Regions from separate parts of the Rattus norvegicus genome. Here region 1 is linked to region 2. A link is a contact called in public Hi-C data. All regions are on one chromosome and are shown on one strand. Each heading gives the region's core, a stretch centred on a gene start, on an enhancer-like site or on the middle of the called end of the contact. The rest is flanking DNA. Distances are from core to core; before and after follow the strand shown. Region 1 holds the start of Dnajc16 (DnaJ heat shock protein family (Hsp40) member C16). Region 2 has its middle 11 kb from the start of Agmat.

Region 1 (4,977 bases), core at 1,001-3,500, 58 kb before region 2:
TGTTCTAACAAAGTTCACTGGTGACCCTATTTCTACAGATGCTCAAAGGGTCGCGAGAGGAAAAGGAAGAAACCATGTCTAGACGTCTTTCAAGTCCTTTGCGGGCTGTGGCTTTCTTCTAACGCCCTCCTCCGTTGCGGCTAGTAAAACCTCGCCTCCTGCTTTTTCAGGCTATCCTGCCTCAGCAAACTAAGCCCACAGACTTCCATCTCGCTCTCTTCTCTTTCCCTCCTCAGCACCTCCCACATAGAAACTGCCAGGAATCTAGTCCTCTGTTCTCTCAGTTTTGTACCACTCATTTCCACGACTTAAAAAGTAACTGAACAAGGCTGGAGAGATGGTTCAGTGGTTAAGAGCACTGGCTGCTCTTCCAGAGGTCCTGAATTCATATCCCAGCAACCACATGGTGGCTCACAGCCATCTATAATGGAAGGTGATTCCCTCTTTTGGTGTGCATGAAGATTCCTATATACATTAAGTAAATAAATCATTTTTAAAAAATAATTGAGCATCGTGCTAGCCACTTACGGTGTTGTCCCAGCTAGCCATGTTATTATCCCTGACATATTCCCGATAATAGTTATTCCTTGCTGACAGCTGTGGACATGTGTTAGGGATCTCACAGCTTGACCCCCAACAGAGGCATCTGAGATTCAAACCCGAACTGGGATAGACCCTTAGCCAAGAATCCACCATGGAATATGTCAAAAGATGATATTACACTCGCTTCCCGATTTTAGCATCAGGCAACGCTTCTTTCCATTAGATAGGATGCACATTCGGATGAGCAGCTGAGGTGAATTTACAAACAGGAAGTCTGGGGAGAGCCCAAACAAGAAACTCGAAGGGGAGTAGTTGCCAAGTCAAGGAGATTCGCCATGTTGGCTAAAACTGGCTGGTTTGGGGATTGGGCAGTTATATCTCTGTCACCTGATTTCTCAGACAGTTAAATAACCTAGTTTCGGCTTGGTAAAAATGAGCATGAGTGACTACAGCACATTGGTCTGCTGGTGCAAGTGCAGAAGCTCAACTGAAAACCAGTATGAATGTATTGTTCATTCGAGCAGCAAAGCCTTGGAGCTCAGTGATAGAGCACTTGCCTAGCATGCATGAGGGCCGCATTTTATTGCCCACACAGGCCAAGGTGGGAGGGGGGCGCAACAAGCTTTAGCTTCACTTTTCATTTATTTTGCAACTAACTATTCAAATACTGACAGCTTGTACAAATCAAGGTCTGTGCAGACAGTGATACGGTGCTGAAGAAGAAAAGAGACTGCCTACAGGAGCTTACACTCCTAAAAGAGCAGAGATATGGAATAAATGCATAAAAGATAGAGCCGGGCATGGTAGTGCAGACTTTTAATGCCAGAACTCTTTTGGGAGGCAGAGGCAGGCAGAGCTCGTGAGTTTGAGGCCACCCTGGTCCACCTAGCAAGTTCCAGGCCAGCGAGGGTTACACAGTGAGACCCTGTCTCAAAAACAAACAACAAAAACGGTGTGCTAGGTAAGGGATAAAAAGCAACCAATAACATAAGAATTCACTCAACAGGAGGCATGGAATAGAAAATACATTCCCAAGAGCCCTTGGTTGCAGGCGCAAAAAAATGTCAGCCTATTCACCACGCCCTCTTCCCCAGTTCTTGTCTAAATCCCAGTCTAGAACATTTTTGGTTTGATATACAGAATTTGAAGTCTTGGATTCTAAGCTTTGGGCAAGTCTTTGACCCTCTCCGAACTTCAGTATATGGAGAGGTTGAACTAGGAAGAATCCCTAAGGTCGCCTCAAACTCTGACGTTCTAGGATTCTATGAATAGGGTCAAAGTGAACTGGGACCAGCGACTGCGTCCCCGTCCTAGCAACAGTTGCTAGAAGTGGGCCACCTTCTGGCAACCAGTGGAAACCCCTCCCCAGTTCCCGGAGGTCTTCCTGGTATCCCGTGATGCATAGCGAGTTGGCCTCGCTAGTAGGCACGCTCTGGCCTCGCTGGTCAAGATCAAGCCTTCAGACCCAGCCGGAGAGCGCGCTCCGTTCCTATAGCAACCGCGCCCGATCCACGTGCCTACGGAGACCATCAGGGCCAAAATAGGCTGGCTGAGAGTGCAGCCTAAACCCAGTCCTTGCACGCCTTCCAGACACTGGGTCTTTAAGTGACACGTGACGGCCCGGGGCCTGGGCCCCGCCTCTTTCCCCTCCCCAGGTGCTCTGGTGTGGACTGGAAGCGCCGGCCCCGGCGGATTCACTGGAGCACGGACTCTGCGGCCGGTTGGGCCGGTGCCCTTTCCCGGTAACTCCTTCCCGGCGTGACGCGCGAACGCGGCGGGGCCCTGCAGGCTGGGGGATCTTCCGTGAGATCCTCCGCGACCTCAGCCCTTGCTGGGCCCGGGGGGACCCGGGAGCCGACAGGAACCGGGGCGGCGGGGGAGGGGGCCGCCTCCCGGAAGGTCGCGACCCGGGCGGGCACCGGAGTCGGGACTTGGTCCTGCGGAGCGTCTGGGGAGCCTCAGCCACCTGCGTTTGGGGACACCGAGGGCTACCTGTTGGCCAGCGCGTCCCCTGCCCTGTGGCCAGCCCCCTGGAGCTGGAGAACGTCAGCCAAAATAATGTCCCCATCTCACCCACTGAAGGGCTGACAATTCACCCACCCTGCTTGTGGCTTTTGCATATTAAACCCCTTACCCACTTTACCCCACCCCCGACCATGAAGATCCTGCTAGGTGCTGGTGCTCAGTCACACCCTGCCAGCAAGAACACAGGTTTAGGTCCTAGAATGGTGGACAACCTCCCCTCCACCCCCAATCTGATCCTCATTCTGGATCTCAATACCTCAGAACAGGTTGTCTTGAAAGAGAAACTGGCTTGCTTGTGGATTGTACTTAGCATGTATGCAGTCCTAAACAGTGGTCAATTGTCTGTGAAGACTCCCAAGCAGGATTTATGCCTGGAACTTGTCAAATACACCCCCCCCCCCGTCCCGAGTGAGTTGTCAGCCACTGAACTGAACACTGTGAGGTCAAGATAAATGTAACCCATGAAAATAATGTATGGTATAAAAGACCATAGCCCTCTGTGTGAGTGTGTGTGTGTCCAGGTCTACACTATCTCCGTACCAACCAGCCAGGATTATTCCAAAACCCACACTGAGTTCAACCCCTCAACTGAGTTGTAGTTAAGACATTTTAAAGCCCTGCCTATTCATTAAGTCTTTCCTGTTCTCTTTAGATGGAAAACTAAATTCTTTCATAACCATTTTTTCATATCTGAAGTTTCCATGGTCAATAACCAAATTGCTAACTGGCTTAAAAAACAGCTTCCCATTTCGTCTGAATGAATGTGATGATGATGATGATGATGATGATGATGATGATGATGATGATGATGATGATGATAGCAGCAGGCTTCTGAATATTACTGCACAATTATTTGTAAAGTTTTACTTTGATGTCCATTTAGTGCCCAGAAATGCCACAGTGATCCCAGAATGTAATTTAGTACATGAGAAATCATGATGAATTCGTGAATTAATTTGACACATCCTGAGCTACTCTGAAGCCAATTGTTTATTATTATGATAGGTGAGGTTGTGCAGGTGAGATGTGGTCTCCTGGATATCCTAAATCTGTTCTTGTAGTCACCATGTATTTCAGAGCATTCATTTTTAATAATTTTTTTTTTTTTGGTTCTTTTTTTCGGAGCTGGGGACCGAACCCAGGGCCTTGCGCTTCCTAGGTAAGCGCTCTACCACTGAGCTAAATCCCCAGCCCCCATTTTTAATAATTTTAAAAGGGCTTTTCTAATATGAGTTGTCTTTTTTTTAACTTATAATAGTTCTTATGTGTGATATTCAAAAGTTATGTTTTTTTTTTAAGATAGGGACAACAACTAGATTGACACACTCCCCTTTTTAAGAAAATTTCTTGTTTAGTTCTCATCTGAACATCTTGATCCCCTCCCTAAGAAAGCACAAGCATTCGGGTTCCTGTCTCTTGAACTTAAAACTACCTTTTAATCATTTCAGCTCTGGGAAGGAAGAGAGATGGAATTGAAAAGGTTGAGCATTTCCTGGCAATTCTTGATAGTCCTCGTTCTGATCCTGCAAAGCCTGTCTGCATTGGATTTTGACCCGTACAGAGTCCTAGGGGTCAGCCGCACAGCCAGTCAGGCTGACATTAAAAAGGCATATAAGAAGCTCGCTCGGGAATGGTAGGTGAAACCATGAACAGGAGTTCAATGTCTGCTAAGCAGTCAGCAGGTGGCTGAAGCCTCAATGAGGATGACTTGTCTGTTTCTGTGCTGGGTGTATTTGTAGACCTGTTTAGAGTATTGAGGGCCAGCTAATGGCCCATGCTCCATCTTTTTTAGCAGTCTAAAGTCTGTGTTTACTTTAATACACAATTCTTCAGGAATACTACAGCTTAGAGCATCCTCGTAGATAATGTTAGGACATTTAATGTTAAAGTAAGAAGTAAAATGAATTTAAAAAAAAATAATTGAAATGCACAGGATACCTTACACTTATGATCCCAGCACTTCAGAGGCAGAGGCAGGAGGCTCACCCACCCTTGGTTGAAGTCAGCCAGGGCTTCCTGGCAAGTTCCAGGCCCACTAGAACAGCAGTTCTCAACCTGCGATTCCCGACCCCTTTGGGGGTTGAACAACCCTCTCCGAGGGGTCACCTAAGATGGTCAGAAAACATTTAGGATTCGTAACAGTAGCAAAAGTACTGTTACAAAGTAGCAACAAAAGTAACTGATGGTTAGGGGTGTCACACCGTGATTAACTGTATTGAAGGGTCACAAGAAGGTTGAGAACTGCTGGCTAGAGCAAATAAGGAAGTGAGGTGGTCTGCAGGAATTAACCTCCTGTTGTGTAGAGGAATTCTGGTTTTTAAACATTATTTTTCCTTTGTGTGGGAAGAGAGTGTGTGTATGAGAGTTTGGGGGTCGGGGGGCTTCCCTGTAGCTCTGGCTGTCCTGGAA
Region 2 (4,715 bases), core at 1,593-4,092:
GTCCTGGTATTCGATCTGTAGACCAGGATGGCCTTGAACTCAAAGATCTGCCTGCCTATGCCTCCCGTGTGCTGAGATCAAAGGCATGAGCTACCACTGCCAACCTGGTACCCAAGAAGCTCAGAAGAGGTCATTGGCTCTCCTGGAATTGGTGCTACAGACAAGTTGTGAGCCATTGTGAACTTGAGTCCTCTGGAAGAGCAGCTAGTATTCTTGACTCCTGAGCCATTTCTCTAGCCCCAAAAGTTTTAATACTCCAGGGTGATAATATGGGGCAGTAAAAAATGGCGTTAAATTTGTGTCATATTTGGACTTTTGCTTCCAGAAATCTAGATGGGGAAAATGATTTGGGATCAGGCACGGTGGTTCATGCCTTTAGTCCTAGCAGCAGGAGGCAGGGGATAGTGAGTCTCTGGGTTCTAAGCCAGTCAGAGCTACATGGTGAGATTGTGTGTGTGTGTGTGTGTGTGTGTGTGTGTGTGTGTGTGTGTGTGTGTAGAGAGAGAGAGAGAGAGAGAGAGAGAGAGAGAGAGAGAATGTTGATTTGTTTTTTGTTCCCTTTTGCCTAGAACAACCAAATACAGTCAGGACACTGAACACCAGGCCACAAAGGCCAGGAACACATGGGAAATAGACAATAAGAAGGCCCTTGACATTGCCCAAGTTCCCTGTTTCCGGGGTTTCCAGCGTGGAGTTCAGAGAAGGAAAACTGAGGCCAAGCCCAATGGAATGCCTTAGATCAGCGGTTCTCAACCTGTGGGATCCCTAACCCCTTTGGGGATGGAATATAAGGTATCCTACATATCAGATATTAACGATTCGTAACAGTAGCAAAATTACAGCTATGAAGTAGCAACAAGCATAATTCCCTGACTAGGGGGTCACCACAACGTGAGGAACTGTATTAAAGGGGCACAGCATTAGGAAGGTTGAGAACCAGTGCCTTAGACAAACAGAAAGTTTTAGAGGCCAGACAGGAAAGGGCAGCTCCAGTTCAAAGGACAAAAGGCCAGGGAGGAGAGAGTTCTACACAGACACACAGACAGAAGATATCCAAGATCTCTAAAGGAATCTCTTTTAATATTAAGCACCTATCTGGGAGAAAATCATTAGTCCCCATTACTTGGGGGCCTGAACTTGAACACTTGCCTTTTTATTATGTTTTTATATCTTGAGGGGGAGGGGTCGGGTCAAGACAGGGTTTCTCCATGTTAGCTTTGGCTGTCCTGGAACTCACTATGTAGACAAGCTGGCCTCAACTTCAGAGATCCACCTGCCTCTGCCTCCCAAGTACTGGGATTAAAGGTGTGTGTCACCACGGACTGGCTATTATCATCTTCTTAAATTTTGCATTTACACATGTGTTGAGTTCAGGGTACCATGTGCATGAAGGTACCCTTGAAGGCCAGAGGGTCACCTGAAGTAGGTGCTGGGAACTGAATGTAGGTCTTCTGTAGAAACGGCAAGTGTTCCTTTCTGCAGCAATTAAGGGATCGCTAAGCCATCTCCTCATTAGTTTGAGGTCCTATTTGTTACTGTACTTTTGTGTTCTTGAAACAGGGTCTCTCTATGTAGTTCTGGCTGTCCTACAACTCCCTATGGCTGGCCTCCAACTTGCCAGAGATCAGCCTGCCTCTGCCTCTGGAGTACTCATATTAAGGGCCTGCACCACCATGACCTACTTGTTGGTTTTTTGAGACAGGACCTCATATAACCCCAGGCTATCCTAAACTGGCTCCTTGAACATCTACCGAGACCCACAGAGTAGTAAACTCACAGATATATGTCCAGTTAATGGTGTTTTAGGGATCCAACCCAGGGCCCTCTGGCATGCTTGGCAAGCACTCTACCTCTCAGCCTTCCAGGAAGAGCACTGAAGTCCAAGAGTTGAAGGCCTGGCGTCCATCCGAAACACTTGGCGTGTTGGAACATGCCCTTAATCCCAGCACTTGTCTCGAAAGGTGCAAAAATGACTTTCTAAAGTATTTGCACTTTTCCCTTCTGGTAGTCTTTTAATGTTACTCGAGATCCAACCTAGGGACCTAGAGAATTCTAGGCAAGCATTCTATCACTGAGCCACACCCTCAACACCTTCGCTCTCGTCTTTTAAAATAGAATAATTATTCTTGAACTGGTTATCCTTCATAACAACCATTCATGACTAAACCTGATTTGGACGAGCGTGAGCAACCAGCCCTGACCAAAGCCGCAGGGAAGCTGTGGGAAGCTATTGCCCAGGACTTGGCCACATCCCTGCATCACGCGGGATCTGACCCTTTCTCTGAAGCAGGAAAGAAAGTCCCTAAGTGGGTGCAGGCTAGACACACCCCGGTTGCATCTCTCAGGATCCAGAGCTTTCCAATCCTCGGAGGGGGAGACGCATGGGTTCCAAAACTTGGGGGAGAGCGCAGCAAGGAGAAGCTGCAGTCAGCAGGGTGGAGGCTGGACCCTTAATTACGCAGCATACGCACGGGCCACAGTCACCTTAGCAACCACAACCTCAGCGACACACCCACAGACGAAGCATTGGCTGGGAAGTCACGTGACTAGGCGGACCCGCCCATTGCGCCGGTGCGCCGCAGGCGGTGCTGCGGCGCGCAGGCGCTTTGGGGGACGAAGGTCCTTGCACCAAGCGCTTCTTTGGCTTAAGTGCCCATCGAGATCCCAAATGCGCTTCAAAGACTTTTCGCGAGTCTGCGTGGGAAGCGATTCTACAGGAAACGTGGCAGATTTCAGATTAAAGCCTGTCTTCCCCAGGAAGAGAAAGTTCTCAGCAATGGGTTTGACGCCAGAGGAATTTCGTGGCGAAGAGTGAACTTTAAGGAGGCGGGGTTACTTCTGCCTGAAAAAGTGGCTGTATCCAGGCGTACAGTCTGCTAGGGTAGTTGCTGCACTTCAGAAGTTTACTTCTCAATCATGCTTCTGATTGTTTGAGACAGAGTCTCAACCCAGGCTGCCTTCGAATCCCAGATCCTCCTGCCAAGATCTCCCCAGTGCTCCTGTATGTCATTACACCTCACTCTTGGAGAATTTTTTAGAATGACTCTGGTTCACAGTTGTTCCTACCTAGCTGTCCGATATTTTGCAGACCAACATACACAGTAACTAATGTAAAAGGGATTTTAAGATGATTGGGGGTGGGGCTGGAGAGATGGCTCAGTGGTTAAGTGCACTGACTGCTCTTCCAGAGGTCCTGAGTTCAATTCCTAGCAACCACGTGGTGGCTCACAACCATCTATAAATAACGTAAATAAATCTTTAAAAAAGAAAAAAAAGATGATTGGGGAGGGGCTAGCTTTTAAAAACTCACGGTGATGTCTTTATAAAAAGATAAAGAGAGGGGGCTGGGGATTTAGCTCAGTGGTAGAGCGCTTACCTAGGAAGCGCAAGGCCCGGGGTTCGGTCCCCAGCTCCGAAAAAAAGAACCAAAAAAAAAAAAAAAAAAGATAAAGAGAGGGGAGATATGTTCTACGGAGGTGTGGTGAGGTGTCGGGGAAGGAGTGTCTGTTGAGACATCCCTTACCCCTGAGGGACCCGCCACAGGACGGTATAATATAGAATAGAATTTATTCAGCGTATGGGGAGGGGAGTTAAGAGGGTAGCAGGAGCAGAGAAAGGCAGAGACAGAGAAGAGGAGTAGAGGCCGGCCATGAGTACATGGAGAGAGGAAGGGAAGGCAAGAGCAAGAGAGTGAGGAGGGGGCAAGCAGCCCCTTTTATACTGTCAGGCATACCTGGCTGTTGCCAGGTAACTGTGGGGCAGAGCTTAGACAGAATGCTAACACACGGACTGGAAGGATCACATAGCCCAGGTTAGGCCCGAACTCTCTAGCCTCCCACCTCCAGCTCCCCAGTTCTGGGATTACAGGCTCGTACCACAGCACCAGGCCGATAGCATCCTTTCTGATCCACTTCCCTGCAGCAAGTGGAGGTATGCACTCTCACAGGTGTGCAGTAACAATACTTTTGGGAGAAATGAGTAAACCTTCTACTCTCAAGAAGTTTTAGGCAGGGGCGGGGGTGGGGGTGGGGCGCCTGTAATCCCAGAACTCTGGAGGCTGAGGCAGGAAGTATGCCATGAGTTCAGTGCCAACCCAGGTTACATAGTGAGTAGCAGGCCAGTCAAGGCTACATAGAAAGACTGTCTCAAAACCCTATAGTCTGCAGAGCTGGCTCAGCGGTTAAGAGCACTGTCTGATTCTCTAGGGAACCTGGGTTCAATTCCCAGCACCCACATGACAGCTCACAACTGTGTGTAATGTAACTCCAGTTCCAGGAGACCCAAGCCATCAGGCATGCATGGGCTGTACACATTATCTATGCCTGCAGACAAAATATCCATAGATATATTTAGATGCAGCTCGATTCGTATCGAGTTCAGTTCCTATACTGAAGAGTTAAAGCCTGTGACCCAAGCATGTGTGAGGGACAATGACAAGTTTGAGGCCATCCTGAGCCTTAAGCTGACTTTGTGGGAAGGACAATGACAAGTTCAAGGCCACCCTGAGCCTTAAGGTGACTTTGGAGCCAGCTGAGACCACATGACACTGTCTCAAAAACAAACAGTTCTGGGGATTAGAGAGATGGCCCAATGGTTAAGAGCACTGTCTGCTCTTCCTGAGGTCCTGAGTTCAATTCCCTGCAACCACATGGTGGCTCACAACCATCTGTAATGAGATCTGATGTCCTCTTCTGACCTGCAGGCATACATACAGG

What was found. A called contact is a pair of places that touch in the nucleus more often than the background predicts.
Region 1: a contact with region 2 is called in a Hi-C map of Schwann cells, with 2.1 times the contacts expected there. The contact joins the promoter of Dnajc16 here to the enhancer-like site in region 2. A contact is called at or near these places in 2 of 12 Hi-C or Micro-C datasets (Schwann cells and mammary epithelial cells).

Annotation. Positions count from the first base shown.
Region 1 is chr5:159,386,384-159,391,360 of GRCr8, reverse strand. Dnajc16 (DnaJ heat shock protein family (Hsp40) member C16) reads left to right here and starts at 2,250. Exons shown (of 15, transcript NM_001014194.1): 1 at 2,250-2,285; 2 at 4,017-4,201. The coding sequence starts at 4,035.
Region 2 is chr5:159,329,653-159,334,367 of GRCr8, reverse strand. It overlaps a transcript of Agmat not described here. Among named protein-coding and RNA genes, the nearest start is that of Agmat, 11 kb to the left of the region's middle. Within about 2 kb of position 2,842, at least 82 of the 93 cell types and tissues checked have an H3K27ac peak or open chromatin away from gene starts, as enhancers often do. A contact at or near this core is called in Schwann cells, where this site is marked.